2 separate regions of the Danio rerio genome follow, and region 1 is linked to region 2. The links are chromatin contacts, called in public Micro-C maps. All regions are on one chromosome and are shown on one strand. Each heading gives the region's core, a stretch centred on a gene start, on an enhancer-like site or on the middle of the called end of the contact. The rest is flanking DNA. Distances are from core to core; before and after follow the strand shown.

The links. A called contact is a pair of places that touch in the nucleus more often than the background predicts.
Region 1: a Micro-C map of caudal fin shows a contact between it and region 2, with 6 times the contacts expected there. The contact joins the promoter of phf20l1 here to the promoter of zgc:194210 in region 2. A contact is called at or near these places in 2 of 18 Hi-C or Micro-C datasets (caudal fin and hematopoietic stem cells) and 1 of 4 datasets of contacts at active chromatin or transcription factors (caudal fin).

Annotation. Positions count from the first base shown.
Region 1 is chr16:34,814,353-34,817,279 of GRCz12tu, reverse strand. It overlaps phf20l1 (PHD finger protein 20 like 1), which reads left to right and starts at 1,456. Exons shown (of 23, transcript XM_073926172.1): 1 at 1,456-1,741; 2 at 2,477-2,622. The coding sequence starts at 2,540.
Region 2 is chr16:34,623,585-34,626,498 of GRCz12tu, reverse strand. zgc:194210 reads left to right here and starts at 1,628. Exons shown (of 14, transcript NM_001130609.1): 1 at 1,628-1,666; 2 at 1,917-1,978; 3 at 2,110-2,142; 4 at 2,464-2,517. The coding sequence starts at 1,659.

The sequences.
Region 1 (2,927 bases), core at 207-2,706, 190 kb before region 2:
TCCAACATATGTTCTACATAGCAAATGCTCTTCCAGCTGCAATCCAGCACTGGGAAACATCCATACACTCTCAATCACACACATACACTTTGGCCAATTTAATTTACTGAATTCTCCTATAGCGCATGTCTTTGAAGTGTGGGGGAAACCCATGTGAACACAAGGAGAACATGCAAACTCCACACAGAAATGTCAACTGACCTAGTTGGGACTCGAACCAGTAAGCTTCTTGCTGTTAGGTGATAGTGCTAACCACTGTGCCACCGTGTCACCCATGGATTTCACATTAATAATATAAATGTCATACACGGAACATATTTAAAAGTATATTTTAAAGTATTCTGAAGTTTGCATATTTCTACATACAACAACTATAAAACTGCACGCCAGATCTTTGAAATGGATGCCCTTACACAATGGCAATTTACTAAGTTACCCCAGAGTCAGGTAAAATTTGTATAACGCCTAATTATGTAACTTTATCTTGAGTTGTGAACCACAGAGAACCAAATGCTCAAAACACCTACAGTACAGTACACTGTATGAATATCTTCTACTTGTTTTAAAAGTGATTCTAGAAAATGGCACCAAAAAGATTTTGAATAATGCTGGACAAGCAGAATACAGCAATGAGCTTAGGTGATTCTATGCTCTTCGATAGTTATACGACCACAATATGCTGCAGACCAGACGTTGGATGTTTAAATTCACTGCAATGTAAATTTGCTGTACCTACGATATAAATGTTTTTCTTGAAAATATATTTGCTTCAGATTTTTAAATAGTTGATTACATTTTTTAAAATTTGTATTTTTTTTTAAATAAATACAATAGCATAGATAATGTAATACTTTTTTAAAGTTTTAAAATTAACAACAGCATCATTGTAAATAAAACTGCTGAGCTGCACATGGTGAAAGGTGTTCATTTGTCTCCCAAGTTATCAATAAATCTATACTAAAACTAATATTAATTAATTAATGCTAATCTATAATTTATACATGACTTGATATCATTAATGTTTAAACATAAATTGTCAGCTAATTCTATTTATTATGTGCTAGTTAAATAATTAAAATGAAAGACAAAGCAGAAACCAAGGTTCTTATATAGAGAACTGAACACTAAAATATACTTTTTTTTCACTGTTTATGATTTAACACAACTGAATATTTTCCAAAAACAGAAATACACTTGACTTTTTTTGAGGTGAGCTTTTAAGTTTAGAATTTAACATTGACCACTTTCTTTGTATCTGTATAACTTGATAGCAGTTCGAAGATGTCGCACAGAAGATCTACTCCACTTCAACTTCAAGCGAAAGTAAGACTGCTACTGTCTCTTTTACAACAAAACAAAACAAACACAAAAGCGTCTGATTATTGGTCACGTGTCGGTCTGCGGTGCGCGTGCCCTCGGGCATTTTGTACGTCGCGTGCGTGCGCGCACACGTTCAGTTTGGTTAAAACTAACTGAGCTGGAATGAACACAATACACTATAGGAATTAATTGCTATTCTCTCAATGAATTTGCAAAGGTAAATCTACATGTCACGCATACAGCGGAGGTCAGAAAGCAACTGTCATTCTTCGAGTCGTGTTAACAAAGACACTGTCCTGTCATTTTTTTTTCATCTTTTTTTGCACATAGTTTTATCCCCTCGGAACGGTTTAGCTAGTCAGCTGGTACAGCATTAGCTGTTTGCTAGCTCTGCTGTGCTGTGCTAACTGGACAATGAGAGGTTTGACCTAAAGTTTTGTCTTTTAAATATTGATATGTATCGTTTATGCTCACGGGTTTACTAGTGTTTTCAAGAAAACCTTGACAAATGTATTCAAGCTGGAAAATATTTACAAGAAGCTCGTTACTCTGTACCTAGCATTAGCGAGCTATGGTAATCCAGTAAAAAGAGCAAACTGCCCTCCTAATATTATCATTTGTTTTTTTCAGGATTAAATTTGCATCAGGGTTTTTTAGAGAGTTCGGTTTTATATATGTGGTTGCAGTAGTTTAAAATGGGGATTTATTTTGTGTGCCAAGCTGCCATAAGTGAAGTACAGTAGCTGGTTAGCTCAGTTAGCCACTGTCCAGCTTGAAAGCCTATGCATTCACAGTTCTTTTTGTTTTTTTGTTTTTATCTGTTGTTTGCATGCAATTGTTATGCTTCGTAACACATTAAAGTGTTAAGACTTTTGTGAAATATTGTAATTTCCCTAATAAGGAAACATGCTAGACTAGTGTACTATTCAAAGGCCTGGATTAGGTACATTTTGCAAGCTTGACAAATAGCTGAGCTCTGGAAACTGTGCATGCTTATTCGTAGATTTGCAAATACAATACTACACTTACAAATGAGTCAAAGATTTGTCTGTTTTTAATATAAAGTGGGTGATGTTAATGTCAAACATTTGACCTTACAGTGTGGTTTAGCTGATTTATATGTATAGACTCATAGGTCTTCTCTTTGCATTTATAGGTTTGTCCACAGGACGAGAGAGCGTTTGAGTCTCGAGAAAGACCTGGTTAGAGAATACTCAAAATGAGCAAAAAAACTCCAAATCGACCAGGGATCACGTTCGAGGTTGGTGCCAGGGTCGAGGCCCAGGATTATCTACAAAAATGGTATGAATACATTTTGAAGATTAATTTTTAAAACTCGACAACCCATGCCAATTGATTATAAATGAGGAAATAGATAAAAATGTGATCCATATAAGTGGAAAAATGTGAGTGTATGGTATATGATGATAAAAACACAATGTTGCTTAATTGTAGCTAAATATTTACTTAATAGGTCATTTTTTATTTGATAAAATGAATAATTGTTTGAAGTATAATATTGTCTTGCAATATGAACTGGTTCCCTATATGTAAAAACATACAAATGCCTTTTAATATTTAGAATGTGAATGAAAATCAGGTTCCTG
Region 2 (2,914 bases), core at 379-2,878:
TATTGAAATAATCACTAGTTCTGTAGTGGAGGCTGAATTCATTTTTTTTTTCTCACTGCCTTTTTTCGGTGTCAAGTCTCTTTTTCAAAATTTGCAATAGATACTTTGTTTATTAGTCGCTTCCACGAGAAAAATATATTAAGGTAAACCGATTCATGTCTTTCGGTTAATTTAGCTCTACTTTTCATGCAGCCTCCAGCAATAAACGTCCCAAGTAGTAATTAACATTTTTGACATTTTTATGTAATTAAATAAAGAAAAAGAAATGTTTAGCTCTCGTAGAAAGCTATGTTTAATGTTTCATCTAAACCTATACATTGTGTGACAGCTATTTTTTAAATCTTCAAATTACAAAATGATTGCACAATGTTAAATTCGACAGGGTTATGGAAAGCTAATACAATGTTTACTATGTAAGCTAATTTCAGTTTTATACAGGTAATACGTTTTTCCTAAATAAACCGAGATGACTAAAAACAATACAATGAGACGGACAAATGATGTTTTCAGATGTTTTCCTCTTACAAGTGTTCATTTTAAGAATAGAATTCTGCACGTCTGTGGCGTAGCAGGTTTCAGAGCTCAAATAGGTTAGGCGGTCCTTTTCTCCCATCTAGTGGTCATATAAGATTTTCCATTTCAAAAAAATGTTTAAATAATGCTTTTAAACGGATTACGAGTTTTACATTTGTTATAATGGTATATTTTCATGTTTTGCTGTGTAGGTTGAATACAGGTAAGTTTGTTTAAGTCTCCCTCTCACACACACAAACTAAATCAAATTTTTATTGTTTTGCATGTGCTTCCACAAACCACCACAAATTATTAATTATTTGGTTCAATGTTTCAACATAATTCCTAGTTAAAGGCCTAGCTCACCCCCCAAAATAAAAGTATGATATATGAAAATATTCCCCTTCTATCATGGAGTTTTTTTTTCTCTGTTGAATACCAAATAATACCTGTAACGACTGACTTATTTGAAAACATTCTGGGATGGTTAACTGTTACCGGGTACCGGGATTTTTTACAAGAACTTCTTTTGTGTTAAAAAGAAAGAAACTCAAAACAGTTTTGAGTGAGTAAACAATGCCAAAATCATCTCACTGGTAGAACTGTCCCTCAAGGTTTACATTAACATTTTAATTTAGCTGCTTGTAACAATAATTGTTAAGAAAATATTTACAGTATACCTTAAAATTGTGATTGAAAACATGGATTTGTGCCCGACAGTAAGTATTTGAATATTCTTAACTTAATTACATCAGTTGTTTAACTTGAATTGGTCACCATATTCATCATTCTTGATTCTTTATCATCTAAACCCCCCCCCCCCCAACCTGTGTTAATTTAAACTTCTTCAACTCCTTTCTGTGGATTGTAAACACTGAATAGACAAGAAAAGCCTTTAATCTAATGGATTTGTCACAATGGTACAAACAAAATCCTTCTCTGTGAAGGAAGGAAATGCCATGGGGGAAATTCATCCCCTTTATTATTAGAAAACACACCTGCCATTCAGGCCGAGAGTATTTGCTGGTTTCTAAGGCCTCATCTCCAGTGTCCCTTAACTGCTCACCTGTGACCCTATTGTCCAGATCAAGCATTTAAAGCCACAAATGACACATGAACCCCTCAGAAGGACATCAGCCCTCAGAATGAAGCTGTAAGTTACTCTCTTCTATTTTGCCTGAGTTTTGTCAAGATGTTTAGTCAGCATTTTCCACCATGAAATTCAGTATCTGTGTTACTAATGTTCAAATATGTAGGATTGTTTTATGATGGCTGGTGTAAAATTAATGATATTGAACGATGAGAGGCACAGCTCAACAATATAAAATGTGTGTTTATGTTTCACTTATGTTGACCTTTGGAAAATGTTATATTTTTCCCTTTCGTTCTCCATTCTGGCTTAGGATCAGCAGCTCCCTGACTCTTCTAGTCTTTATAAATGCTGTGTTTTCAGCAGCTATGAGAGGTAAACCTCATGTCATTTTGTAAAGTTTTAGACAATACCATAATCGATTTTTTAACAACTAAATATTTTCTGAAGAGCAGTAACTGAAAATTAATATAAGATGGTTTATTTTATTTGTCTGTTTTTACTAGATGGGGGTGAAGATTTGATACATTTTCTTAAGGGTAAGAATGTTTTGTTTTCCTGTTAAATTTTGCTAATTTGCTTAAATGCTATTTTTCATGTTAGGGAAAGTTTCTTTTAAAAGTAGGCTAATATACTATTACAATTATAAACCTAGTTGAGATGGGGGAATAAAAAAAACTAATAGTTTATAGTTAATATTCAAAAATAAGATACTTTTAAAATAAAGTAATAACACATTTAGTTATTTTGTAAGTGCCTCAAGATTGTAATAAAAAACTTTTAAAGAAACATCCCCCAACACTGCTCACTAGTACTACTAACTAAGTTTTTCCTTCCCCTTTTGTACATTCTCTCCTCAGATGCCTTTGAAATGAATCAGACTCTGGACCAAACTGAACCCACACAGCTCTCAGGTCTGTTAAATTTGATTCAGTCAGGGATGAATTATATAACGCTGTACCGATGAAGATTATCAGAAGTTGACCCAACACCACAAATCACTCACTTTGATAATACTGTATGAGTTCAGTTTGTTTTCTGCTGAATGCAATCTTGACATGCTAGATTGAAGAATGAATCACTATTTACCTCTAATGGATTTGCAAAAAGGTCCTTTTAAGTTGCAAGATTTTCGATTCATTTGTTAAGAGTAAGTGCAGGATGTTAGACAGCCTAACTAAGTAACTGTAACCTGAGTATAAATACGTAAATAGGCTACTATTAAAATCAATTTGCAAGAAATGCCACTCTATATGTATAAAAGAATAATGATAAAAGAATAAAAAAAGTCAGAATTATTAGCCTCCTTCG